2 separate regions of the Mus musculus genome follow, and region 1 is linked to region 2. The links are chromatin contacts, called in public Hi-C maps. All regions are on one chromosome and are shown on one strand. The core of a region is the stretch at or near the end of the contact, and the rest is flanking DNA. Distances in the headings are between cores, read along the strand shown. Region 1 has its middle 43 kb from the start of P3h2. Region 2 holds the start of P3h2 (prolyl 3-hydroxylase 2).

Region 1 (6,545 bases), core at 293-2,792, 42 kb after region 2:
CAAGTAAAGTATATAGACATTTTCTCAAGAAAACATCACAGTGAAACTCATTACTTTGTGTGCTGTGCAAAAATGAATAGCAAGGGCAGAGAGAGAGAGAGAGAGAGAGAGAGAGAGAGAGAGAGAGAGAGAGAGAGAGAGAGAGAGAGAGAACGAGAGAGAGAGAGAGAGAGCAACCGATAAAATGATTTTATTGCAAGCATGAGGATCTGAATTCATCCCCAGAACACACTTGAATGAGCTAGGCTGAGGAGTTCGTGGTGTGACTCCAATGCTGGAGAGGTCTAGACAGGTGAATCTCTGGGGCTCATTACCCAGGTGCTCTGGCTTACTGAGCTCCAAGTCAGCAAGAGACTCTTCCTCACAAAACATGGAGTATGAAAAACCACACCAGAGTTGTTCTGTTACATCCACGTGCACATAGGGATTAATGCACACACACTTTTACATACATGTTCATTCCACATACATGGTTACATATTTTGAAGTGCGCGAGTACACAAATGCACATGCACATGCACATGCACACACACTAACAGAAGGGCTTATGGAGTAGAACATTAGCTTGTTGTTCATATAGGTCATTTGAGGGGAGGAAAACAAAGTCTTGTGGAATTTTCTGTTCTTGTCTATAGTTCAGTGAAGTTACTTAATCATCAGTGTTTTATGCATAGTTTTCTGTTTGCAGTTCACAATGTATCTCAGTGAGAAAAAAAAGAGCATAACTCATCATACCTCAAACAATTAATTTTTATTCTAAGAGAGGTGCTTGAACATTAGTAAGCTTTCCTAATGACTCTTGTAGGCAGCTAGGATAGCAAACCAGTAACCAACATCTTCATCTGAGGCCAGACTAGATAATGTGCTGTTAGTTCAGCCATCCATGTGTGGTGATAGCAGGGGTGGTTGTATCCATGGTGACTGTGCTAGAGTAACTTGTAAAATTATGCTTGCTCCTTGAAGGGACTGTGGCCATAGCAGGTACCTGGGAACATGTCTGACAGTGGTATTTCTCATCCAAGGGAGTGTCTGTTCTGGGATGATTCATACTATGTGCACCCCACCCAAGTATTCTATCTAGGTGTTAAAAGGCAAACACCCTGAAAGTAAAAGAGTTAGAAGCTGCCAGGACATGAATTGGTGTTAAACCTGTGTAGGGTGGATATCCCAGGTGCCAGGGCTGCTGCTGCTGCTGACTAATGTGGGTGGAGGCAGTGAATGGAATCTTTTTCCAGGGTTATAGCCCAGGGCTCCCAAAATACAAACATTGAGGAGGTGATGCATCAACTGAACAGTACAGGAGTGGCAGATTATGGTTAGCAAGAAGTTGTGGGAAACATCGGGAAGACAGAGAAGCAGAAGTTCTAGAGGTCTGCTCTGGAATACAAGGGTCTTGTCAGAAGATTAGCACAGGAAGTTCTTGTTGGAGGAGAGAAAACTAGGCAGGAAGAACATCTAAAGTCCCTTGAAGAACATCACAAGGAATCTGCATACATCTTATCAGAGAAGACTAAAGATCTAGTCTAGGCACATCTCTGGTTACTTGAAAATGGCGGAATGTTATGATTAGATAAAACAGCCAGTTAGGGTGTGTCTTAGTTAGGGTTTTACTGCTGTGAACACACACCATGACCAAGGCAACTCTTATAAGAACAACAGTTAATAGGATGGCTTATAGGTTCAGAGATTCAGTCCATAATCATCAAGGTGGGGACATGACGACATCCAGGTAGGCATAGTGCAGGAGGCATTGAGAGTTCTATATCTTCATCTGAAGGCTTCTAGCAGAATACCGGCTTCCAGACAGCTAGGACTAGGGTATTAGAGTCCAAGTTTATTGTAAGGATTAAAAATAGACCATATGACTAAATTAGATATAACTTATATTAGGGAATATCAGTTAGAATAAATAACTTAGGCTATAAGAATTAACAGTTACAGAAAATAAGCAAAAATGTAAGTCCTAAAAGAAGGAAGGTGGCCAGGCATGGTGGCGCACGCCTTTGATCCCAGCACTTGGGAGGCAGAGGCAGGCGGATTTCTGAGTTCGAGGCCAGCCTAGACTACAAAGTGAGTTCCAGGACAGCCAGGGCTCTATGTGTATATCTATAACAAGTACAAAATACAAGTCATATATATATATTTATGTCATATATATGTATATATATGTGTGTGTGTGTGTGTGTCATATCCGTGAGAATAATTGATTCCTAAGAGAGGATTAACTTTAAAGATATTATCATAACAATACATAATATAATTTTAAATCTAAAGCTCATTTTACCTAATCATTTATAAGTCATTTATAAATTCATGTTTTTCAATATAAACAATTATTATTTATGCTCTTTTGGCTTTATTGATCCTAATTCCAACCTTGCAAAATTATATGTGCAGATAGGAATAACAACAAGCCAAACAAACAAGAGGAAAGAAGAAGGCATAGTGCTCTTTACAATATTTGCAGAATTGTATGATTTTCATTTTTCAAGACATTAGGACATTGAGAATACTGAGACAAACCACAGCTACTCTATGCTCAAGGACTTCACAACACCCAAAGGAAAGAAGCGCACAGACACACAGAAACATGCGTGGACATGAGAAGAACTATAAATGTGATGCTAACTTTTTATTAGTAAAACGAATCTACAAAAACTATAAAGAAAACTGAATATGGTGAATGAGCAACATGGAAAGAATTATTTGTTGGTAGGCAAATGGTGGCTTTTTTTTTAAAAGAACAGCATAAATAAAGTACACAGTTAGAAAATAAGTAGACATTTTAAATAATAATGTTCAATATTACAGATGGGTTCATAAAAATAATAGAGGTAAAAGGCAGAAAATGGAACCAGAAATCTTTAGTAAAGGGACCAGGATGTCAAATTAAGAAGTTCGAAGTATAGGAGTAAATTTTGATAATACTATTATTAAAAATATACAGGGTGGACAGAAATGTGTTTGCTGTTCCAGCATGAGGATCAACACTATTTTTTGGTCTCCACAAACACACACACCCACACATACACACACACACACACACACACACACACAGACACACAGACACACATATACACATACGCTTACAGATACACAAACAAAATAAAAATAAATCTTAAGATTAAAATAAAAAATATAGAGGGTAAATCACATAGATGTTCATCTGGAAAAAGGAATACTGGCAAGAATTCCCATGCACAGTAGTGTGTATACAATGAGAAATTCGTGTGGAATTGTTGTTATGCCACTTTCTAAAAATTTAGCCTTGACATTTCTAAAGCATGCTGATGACCAGGAGTGAGTGAAAGGATTGGTTTGTTGGTGATGAGGATTATCCTCAATTAAAAAAGAGCAAGTGTTGATGTTGAAAGAACCAGAAAAATAGAGCAAGTCAACACTGCTCACCTACAAAAAAGCTCTCTGCTCACCACTTATTACTCATAAGGAATAAATAAACATAATGGCCAACATTCTTTATGGAAAGAGGGTTTCATTTGTCCAGCAAAGCCAGCAACACTGTAAACAGGGGCCCTTTGTCAGTCTATCCTCAAGGGGATGATGAATCTGTAATGGGTGGGACATCTTGGCTGGAGTGCTAAGACAGACTGGCTCCTCCACAGGAAAATTGAGGATTTCCAATAAACCAAACACTAAGGATCCTGAAGTGCTTGTCTTAGAGGTCTTAGTAATGTTTTGTGCGACATTACTAATAAGACTTTGTTAAAAAAAATTAATTTCGACTCTACCCTTCTCTGTTTACAGTTGAGGGGACACTGCTTTACACATGAGCTTGTCTATGCCACTGTTAGAATCTTGTTTCATCTACTTAGTTCTAAGAAATTTATATGAAAATAAGTTATTTATCTCAGCTAACTTCATATTAGCCTCAGAGCCTAGAATATGATGGCAGTATCACTCATGTAGTTGACTAATTCTCTTAATTCAGTTCTATTTCAAGTGGCTTCCATGGATTCAAACAAAACAAATGCTGGGGATAACTTGGAAATTCTATATGTAGTTTGTGGCTTTTGAGAAAAGGCAGACTCAGGATCCTCTCAGATGTGGTCACCAATCTTTAGAAAACTAAACACAGGGTGGTAGCTTAAGACACATTCAGCTGAAGATATCCCCACAGATAGCCTACTGTTCTCAGAGGAAATGAGAGCTTGACTCTTGGTGGCTCTTGAACCATTTTTGGGTTTCATGATTCTGTTCTGACATATAAGCTCATCAAGCTCTTGTCTTCAGTGATAAGGTTGGAGGCTGTACTCAGAGTATAACTCTGGGTTTTGCTAGCAAATTCAAAGAAGAATCAATTATTTTCTACAAACCACAAGTACACAGCATAAGTGGAATGGGTCATTTATAGGTGTTTTCAAAGAATGTCAGTCTTCCCAAGAGTTTCCAATTCTGTACTTTGAATATATAATTAAAATCATTTTTAAACCCTGCTATAAAGATGAGGGAATGGCCAACCAGTAACTGATTCAACTGGAGACCCATCTCATGGACAAGCACCAATCCCCAACACTACTAATTATACTATCTTATATTTGCAGAAAGAAGCCGAGAGTCTCCACCCAGCAGCTAGCTCAAACAGATACTGACACCCACAGCCAAATAGTGGATTGAACTTAGGGACACTTATCTAAGACTAAGAAGGATTACTGTCTCCGAAGAGGATAGGAACTCCACCTTAAGACCAACAAATCAACTAACTTGGGCCATTTGGACTCTCAGTGTCTGGACCACCAACCAAAAAAAATATACATGATTTGAACCTAGGCCTCCCACACATATGTAGCAGATATGCAGCTTGGTCTTCATGTGGGTCCTGAACACCTGGAGCAGAGGCTATCCCAAAAGCTGTGACCTGTCTGCAGGATATATTCTAGCTATGCTGTCTTATCTAGCTAACCTCAGTGGGAAAGGATGCGCCTAGTCTTGTAAAGACTTGAAGTGCCAGGGTAGAGAGGATATCCAAGGGGACCCCACCTGCTCAGAGAAGAAGGGAAGGAGGAATGGGGGAAGGAGTATGGGAGGCAGTGTCTGTGAGTGGGATGTAAAGTGAATAAGTAAAAGGACTAAAAATAAATAAATAAATAAATAAATAAATAAAATCCCTGCTTATAAAAGTTGTCATGGTTGTCAGTTTTTAGTGGGAGCTCACAGAGAACTGGGAGGAAGGAAGCTGTTCAAAGAGCAGTAGTAACACTGTCCCTTAATGTGAGTCATGGAGAGAGGCTGTTGCTGTCAATCAGCAACTTTATGATAGGTGTAGGTTCACAGTTGAGACTTCAGACTTAGGCAAGGGATACCTCAAGCATACTAGGAAATCAACTAAGATTCATGACTGAATACATACTCCACCTTTCTTTAGACGTGTGTTTGTTTGTTTGTTTGTGACAGACTTTTGTTGTTTAGCTCTGGCTGTCCTGGAACCTGCCCTGTAGATTAGGCTGGCCTTGAACTCACGGAGATCTACCTACCTCTGCCTTCCAAGTGCTGGTATTAAAGGCATGTGCCACCACCTGAAGCTTTTCCACATCCCCAAGTCTTCTCTGATAGTATAGGACTGCTTTTCACATTTATCTGAAAAAGCAGAAGCAATTAGAATATGATCCCTCATTTTACCTCGAATAAGAATACAGAAGGTATAGCTGAGCTATATCAAAAGTCTTGTTCTGCCCCATCCTTGCCTATTCCCATTCAATATCCAGATTGTAAAATGAATCACACTTCTTTAGTCTCAAAGACTTCTTCAAAATCACATTCATCACCACTAGTGGGATGGAATAGTTTCTCTTTTAAACTACTCATATGGAGGCCATATTTTTTATAGAGTGTTATGTTTGTAAATTAGTCTGTACATGTTTTTTATAAAGTAGTCCGTACATGCTAGGGCCCCTCTTTCCTTTTTGTTTATTTCTAAATATACTCTAATCAGGCCAACATTTCACACCTTCACTAAAGAAATCACCAACTTTACCAACAGGTTCATAAGATAAATACAATGATCAATCTCAGCCTATTATTCAACATAAAGTGATATTACCAGGGCTGATGTTTGAACTTTTAAAATGATTATTTGAGTTTTCAATTCACAAAGTATTCTCAGTTTATGAGGGTGATATACCATACACATTTCACATGTAAATTGGAATAAAGACATTTCTTTGAAAATATTGTAGATATGACTTTTGGGATAGGCAATGTTGATCAGTAGTGTCAAAGAAAACACAAAAAGCTGAAGAAAATCCCATCAACTTTGACTTAAAGAAACTTAACTATTCCAAAGGTGGTAGTAGAAAAAGAGAAAGCAATGGTAGCTTTCTATGATCAGACAATCGACTAGAAAAGCCACTGAGATATAAGCATGAATCAACCTTGTTGGAAAAAGAACATTTTCAAGAAGTGGCATGGTTGCAGAAACAAAATTTGTACTAATAAACAATGGGGTGGGGAACAGTGGCATAAAGATGTTAATGCTATTCCCTTAGTAATGTCAGCAAGATGACAAAAGAGGAGTTTCCCAGCAAGCA
Region 2 (6,822 bases), core at 2,274-4,773:
AAGAGGAAAGTTCTCTTCCATGAGCATTCAAAACAGCTGCTGGGAGCTATGGAAGCCCCTGTGTTAGTGATGATTTCAACATGCAAAGAAGTGGGAATCCTTTAATAACTGCACTGTAGTGTTTCTTAAGAGTCAGACTCTAGTCTGTCTTAAACTAACCTCAGACTAAGCAGGTAGTATTTCCCCATCTCACAGACAGGAAAATAGAAAGCTGACGTATGATACAACAATCTTGAATCTCTGATCTTTTTCTATTCCAGGGCCTTCAAGCTCCCCAGGAAGAATAGCAAGGCCAAGATCCAAAGTGTTAGATGTGGAGAGATAGACCTGGAAAGGGGAAGGGACAGAGGCTGTAGACGTTGGGTCACACCATATAGGCTCCATGCAGTAGCAAAGAGTAACCACTATGCACTCTCCAAGGAATGCCACATTAATAGCCATATCTTAGGGTTTAAGCTATGGCTGATGAATTGTATCTTATGAGAGAGAGAGAGAGAGAGAGAGAGAGAGAGAGAGAGAGAGAGAGAGAGAGAGAGAGAGACCTTTTTTTAAGTTGGATGATTCTTACCCTGTCTTTGCATACCAAGGTAAACTATGCCTCTGTAGGGCTACCACCACATAACTGTTCAGTTCTCCCACACTCCAGGCTTCTGTGCAGATTGGATACAACAGTACTAGAGAGGAATGGATACCTGTGACTTCAGGGAACAAGGACTTGCTCACCCCTGGAGCTGTCCAAACCTGGCTTCAGTGTAATCCCCACTAGTCCAGCATTCTACAGAGCCCAGAGCCAACCATGGCCTCTGGCCATAGCACAGGCTGGAGTCCATTAGCCAGAGAACCCGGACTGACTCTGGATAAGCCCTTGGCTCACTCCATCAACATGCCAAACTAACACCACTCAGGTAACAAGGAGCAAGTCCCTTTCTTCTGGACATCCCGATCTTCATCCCTCAAAAAAGAAAGTGAAGTGCAAAGTGTCAGAGTTTACAGTTCTCATCTCTTCTTAATCTCCAACACATGAGCATCAGGGATCAGTTGCCTCCAGGAGCTCATTATCCTGGGTGTGGAAGGATATTACTCCTGAAAGCGAGCACAGTGTGTTTATCCTCTAGTTGAGAATGCCTGTTCTTCCTTAACTCTGCGAAGCCTCCTGTTTCCACTGAGTTATATCTAGGCTACGATAGACTCCTAAGTGCAAACTGGGTCCCAGATCTCAAGAGCAATTCAGTTTCATGTGGCTTTCGGACTATATAAATTCACTTATACATGGCACTATGACCATACACATATACACAAGAGCTGGTCACCCTGCTAGTGAATATTCCACAGTCCAAAGATGGCGGTAATGGTGCATATGTGTTTGTGTGTGTGTCAGTGTGTGTGTGTCAGTGTGTGTGTGTGTCTCCCTGAGAAGAAGGCAAGTCTACCTTAGAGTTTCCATGAAGCACAGAGAAGAGAAGAATTCTAATGCAGCCTGTAGGTGGTAATGAGCAAATTCCTATAGGGGTAAAAACATTTCCTTCCTCGGAATCTGTCAGTTATGTTAATCAAAGTCATTAGAAAAGGCCTCTTAGGCTTATGGTTTCATCTTCTTTGACCTCTCATTGGGGACCAGGGGTAAGGGGATGAGAAATAAATGTTAATATTACATAAAAATATATGCCTACAGAATCACAGAAATCCACATGCTGACTGCATGGCTGTTTATTTTCACAGGATGAGTATGCATCCTTCTCTTCTCCTGTTCGTCCGGAGAAGAGAAAATCTATTTGCCACGAGCTACAGACTCATCAGCAAAATGGCCACATCTCCCCCTTGCAGCCCAGACTCTCAAAAGGACCACACGACAGGATCACTCACATTCTGCTCTGGGAACCAGCTTAGTCCCTCCCCCAGAACTGACTAATTTCTGAAAGAACAGGAAAAACTGTGCCCTTTTCTTTCTAAAAGGCAGATTTATGCGTGATACATGTCTTCAGCAAATCCATTGGAAAGCACAAGAGAACAGACAACACACATGTCCTGGAGAGAATTCTGGGTTCTCTGTCAGTCCTTGACCCGAACTAGTCAACTCCTGAACCTCAGCACCATGCACACTGCTCTTGAGATCTGGTCTCTGTTGTGACCATATTAACTCCTCCCACTGCTGTCTGAAAGACCTGGATATATTGACTCAGAAAGATAGGCATAAGAAATGTGACCCTGAGAAACATGAGTTTGTGGAAGTGAGGGGCTGGGTAATTCATTCTACATTTTTGCCATGCAGCTAGTTAGGTCTTTTTAACTGGGGCTCTGGGGTATGCCAGTTTTGATTGTATACCTCCTGACAGCAACTCCGGGGAAGGTACATAGACGCAAGTAAAAGCAGAGAGCGCTGGGCATCTGAGGTGAAGTGGTCCTAAATGGTGGGAACCCCAGGAACCTAAACCAGTACCAAAGAAATCCGCACTTTCAGTAGATTGCCTCATACAGCTTCAAGCATCATTCCTCCACGACTTTTTATCTCGTTGCTCTTCTTTAGTTGAAGAGAAATAACTTTTAGGACCGTTTAGGGCCGTTTCTTAAACTTAGAAGATCAGACTGCAGAGTAAGAGGGATAGCTAAAAGGAGATCAGGAGTGGGCTATGTCAAAGAATTTACTCTAGGTCTAGGTAGAGCACAACCACCGAAGTGTTGAAAGACACTTTTGATATGCTCTTCTTGGCACAGCCCATTTTTGCGAGTGAAGAGGACGCTGAGACAGAGAGCAAAGCTGATCTGCCCACTTTCATCTAGTCTAGTCTCTGGGCTTCTACTTGCACGCAAAGCAGAGCCACTGCGAAAGGCTGGATGGAGTGTAGAGCAATGCTCCCTCCCACCCCACCCCCTATCCCACAAAGCCAACCCTAGGGTCACCCGCGATGGGCGCAGCCACGTTCAGTACCTTGATGTAGGCCCTCTGCAGGTAGTTGTAGGGAACTCTGCGTTGGAAGTCGCTGCGCACGTCCTCGCTGACGCGGTGGCGGGACGCGGGGCCGCCCAGGCGCTGGCTCTGGCAGCTGCGGGAGCAGCGCGCCCGCTCCAGCACCGCGCGGAAGAAGGGCAGCTCGGCTCCGGGGCCGGCGCCGGGGGGCGCGAGCGGACGGCGCGCCGCGCAGTGGCGGGCGCAGCGCGTGCGGATGTCCCGTAGGCGCCGGTGACTGCTCAGGGCGGCTTCCAGGTCCCGCACCGCTCGCTCATAGTCGCCGCTGTAGTAGGCAGCCACGCCGCTGGCGTAGAGCAGGTCGAAGGGCTGCAGCGGGCCGCGCTCGGGCTCTGGCTCCGGGGACCGGCGACCGTCCTGGGGGCCGCCCCGCTGCGGTGTGGGCAGCAGTAGCAGCAACAGCAGCGACACCCACGTGCTCTCCCGCATCCTCCGCCGGACCCGTGGAGGGAGATCGTCGCGCTTCTTGCCTGCCCCACCGCAACTCACGTTCGAGCCCCGCTCCAACTCCGAGGGCTAGCGAGCCGATCCTGCCGTGATCCCGCTGCGCGACAGCCCCAGGTGACCGCCGGCAGCGCTGCGGTCCTGGAGGCGGAGGCTCGCCCAGCTGGCCGCTCTTAAAGGGACGCCTCCAGCTCACACGCTCCTCCTGCCGCCGAGCCTCCGCGAGCCGCGCTCCAGCTGCCTGAGAGCTAGCACAGTCCTGAGAGGCCGACCCCTGGGGACAAGTTTTGCGTGTGGGGTCCCTTGTGGGTGGCAGAAGACGATGGTGTTGCTTTATCTTCAGCACTTGGGGAAGTGAGGTCCACAGTCGTTTTCTGGAATCTATGTGGACTTGCTCTTTGCAGTCCTTCACTCTTAGATGCAACATGAAGGGGCATTTCAGACTGCCTGAAAAGCTCTAGAGAAGGGGAGGAGGGCCCCTGGCCAGTTGAGTAGGTTTGAGGAGAAAGGGGTTTGCCCAAGTTTATACAGCTAAGAATAAGCAAAGGATGAACCTAGCTCTGCCCCACAAAAATAGAAGCTTCCCGCCCTCCTGTAGGGCAGGGTCTCCTCCCTCTTGCTTTCTCCCATGGCTAAGTGTGGATGTGTTCCTGTATTGAATGTGAAGACTGGGCAAGAACGATAAATAACCCGAGTTTCCTGTTCAGACCGCTGGAGGAAAGTGGAGCTGTACATTAAGTTCTGCCTTTGGCAGTTTTCCAGATGTGCACTGGGCCTCTGTTACTTACCTCATCCAAAGCAGCCAAATGCCCAACATGTCCAGTGATATTCAGACATAAATCCCTATTGTGAGAGTTGAACAAAGAGTCAGTTTAACAAACCCAGTACCCCAGGACTTAAGCAATGAACATCAATCTAGAAGTGGGAAACTTGACAGAAACAGCTGCCAGAGTCCAAGGAACTAGCTGGAGGCTTTCCTGTTCCTCCCCGTCTGTTGGGTCATAAATACCTTCTTAGCCAAGGTGTTCCCCTCTTTTCTGTCCCTTGGCTCCACACTCCCAGAAAAAGGGGGGGAAAGTGTGTTAGACTCTGGAGTCCAGCCTGCAATTCCCTGGGAGGACTTCTGTTTGTCTGGAACTGTCTGTGGGAATCTCACCTCAGTCTCTGGGCCATTGGAAAGATAACCAACGGGAAAGAACCGCATATATTGTCCAACTGACCCGAATTTGCTGAAGAAAGTCTTTGTGTAAAATGGTCACTATTCAAAAAAGGTGGCTAGTGTCGCAACCTTTCCCTTCTTCTTGTTGAGTTTCTCACCCTTTTGGCCATGAACCGCGCTGGCTAAATAACTCTGAAAAAAAAAAACTGATTCATGTACATATTAATTTTTACACCAAAATTCTCAAAATTGTCTATTTCCATTCATGGCAAATCTTGCCTTAGATGGTCAGTGCTCCAGAATTAGCAAAGAGTTTTTTTTTTTTTTCTCCTGGTGATGAACTGTTCAGATAAAGGTGGCAGAGTCTAAAATTATGGATCTATTTGGAGAAGGGTTTGAAGCACACGGAATAAAAAATGCTATCTAGGAGACAGATCAGCTGTGAAGATAATTTTGCATGTCTCAGCTCTACATCATAGACATTCCTATATCACTGAACACGTGTCACTAAATTAATATCTCTAAGTGCCTGCCCCTGGTGTGTGGATGATGGGGGAAAGAAGATGTGATCATACCAGTGTCCTCACTTCTGCAAGTTTACAGTGAAATGCAGGAAATGAACACAGGTCACAGGAGTCTGATACAAACTAAAAATGTAGAACATACTAAGTGGAATTCAATGTGCTCTGATAAAATAGTTGCTAAACCTTCTGCAGGACAAAGCTAAAAAAAAACTTAGGAGAAAAGACCCTAGACAGAATTCAAAGCCTATAGTCCATAGCTCACAAACAACCTAGTGGCTCCCAGTTGGGGCGTGTCTTTTAAGCTTTGTGTTGTACTTCTCTACAACATATGGTTGATTATTCACTTAAGTAACCCTTCAGATTTTTTAAAACATTGGAATGAGATGATAAAAATTTATATTTGGTCCTAGCTCTGAGGGATTCTGATTCAATTGGTATAGTGTAGTACTAAATAGCTTTGGCTCTGCTAGATTCACATGTTTCAATGCTTAGTCTATGGGGAGTGGCACTATCAGAAGATGTGGTCTTATTGGAGTAGGTGATGGAGGTAGTGTGTCACTGTGGAGGTGGGCTTTGAGGCCTCCTATGCCTGACTTCTACCTAGTATGAAATCAGAGCATCCTCATGGCTGCCTTCTGATCAAGATATAGAACTCTCATCTCCTTCTCCAGCATCTCGTCTCCCTGGATATTGTCATTCTTTCCTTCAAAATGGTAATGATGAACCTCTGAAACTGTAAGCCAGCCCCCAAATTAAACGCTCTTCTTTGTTAGAGTTGCTTTGGTCATGGTGCCTTTTTTTTTTTTTTTTTTTTTTTTTTTCGAGACAGGGTTTCTCTGTATAGCCCTGGCTGTCCTGGAACTCACTTTGTAGACCAGGCTGGCCTCGAACTCAGAAATCCACCTGCCTGTGCCTCCCGAGTACTGGGATTAAAGGTGTGTGACACCATGCCCGGCATGGTGCCTCTTCATAGCAGTGAAACCCTGACAAAGATAACGACCTAACCAATGAGATTTGCAGATGCTTCCCAGTTGTTTCTTTTCTGAAACCAAGGTTAAAAACCACTGTCTCTATAAATGCCTCATACTGAGGAGTAAGTCTGTGAGGTAGGGCTCCATGTGCTATGGGCATGTTCAAAGCCTGAGATTCTGGAGTATAGGGATTTGTATGTCTATCTGCTTTCTGCAAAAAGCTTAAGATGTGCCTTTAAAAGTTTGATTAGGTCCCTTCTAGTTCCTCCAGCACCGGGGTAGTTTGGGTGCGGAGTCTGCAGACACCAGCAGGCTACCCACAAGACCCTCCACAGGATCTTAAGTCCTCTGGTGAGTAGACACAGCTGCTGCTCCAATCCAATCGCGTGGGACCTGAGACTGCATTAAATAGGGAAGCAGAAAACCCGGCCTGATCAGGAGCACAAGTCCTTTCCGGTCACCATCAGCACAAGGGTAGCTTGGGCGCTGAGTCTGCGGACACCCGAAAGCTACCCACAGGACCCTCCACGGGATCTTAAGACCTCTGTGAGTGGATCACAACTTCTGCCAGGAGGCAGGGTCGAACACGAGATATCTGGGCACCTTCCCTGCAAGAGGAGAGCTTGACTGCAGAGAATACCCTGAACACTGAAACTCAGAAGAGATCTAGTCTCCCAGGACTGCTGATAGAAGCTAACATAAACACCTGAGGGACAAGATCTAACCAGAGACAACTACAACAACTAACTCCAGAGATTA

The links. A called contact is a pair of places that touch in the nucleus more often than the background predicts.
Region 1: a contact with region 2 is called in a Hi-C map of epidermal suprabasal cells, with 2.2 times the contacts expected there. The contact joins the enhancer-like site here to the promoter of P3h2 in region 2. A contact is called at or near these places in 1 of 39 promoter capture datasets (macrophages), 2 of 15 datasets of contacts at CTCF or cohesin (CD8 T cells and the NIH/3T3 cell line), 2 of 484 Hi-C or Micro-C datasets (the N1E-115 cell line and epidermal suprabasal cells), 1 of 115 datasets of contacts at active chromatin or transcription factors (embryonic stem cells) and 3 of 9 other capture datasets (adipose tissue, liver and pancreatic islet).

The regions. Positions count from the first base shown.
Region 1 is chr16:26,145,904-26,152,448 of GRCm38.p6, forward strand. No RefSeq gene overlaps it. Among named protein-coding and RNA genes, the nearest start is that of P3h2, 43 kb to the left of the region's middle. Within about 2 kb of position 1,543, at least 9 of the 459 cell types and tissues checked have an H3K27ac peak or open chromatin away from gene starts, as enhancers often do. A contact at or near this core is called in epidermal suprabasal cells, where this site is marked.
Region 2 is chr16:26,102,290-26,109,111 of GRCm38.p6, forward strand. It overlaps P3h2 (prolyl 3-hydroxylase 2), which reads right to left and starts at 3,524. Exons shown (of 15, transcript NM_173379.3): 1 at 2,927-3,524. The coding sequence starts at 3,394.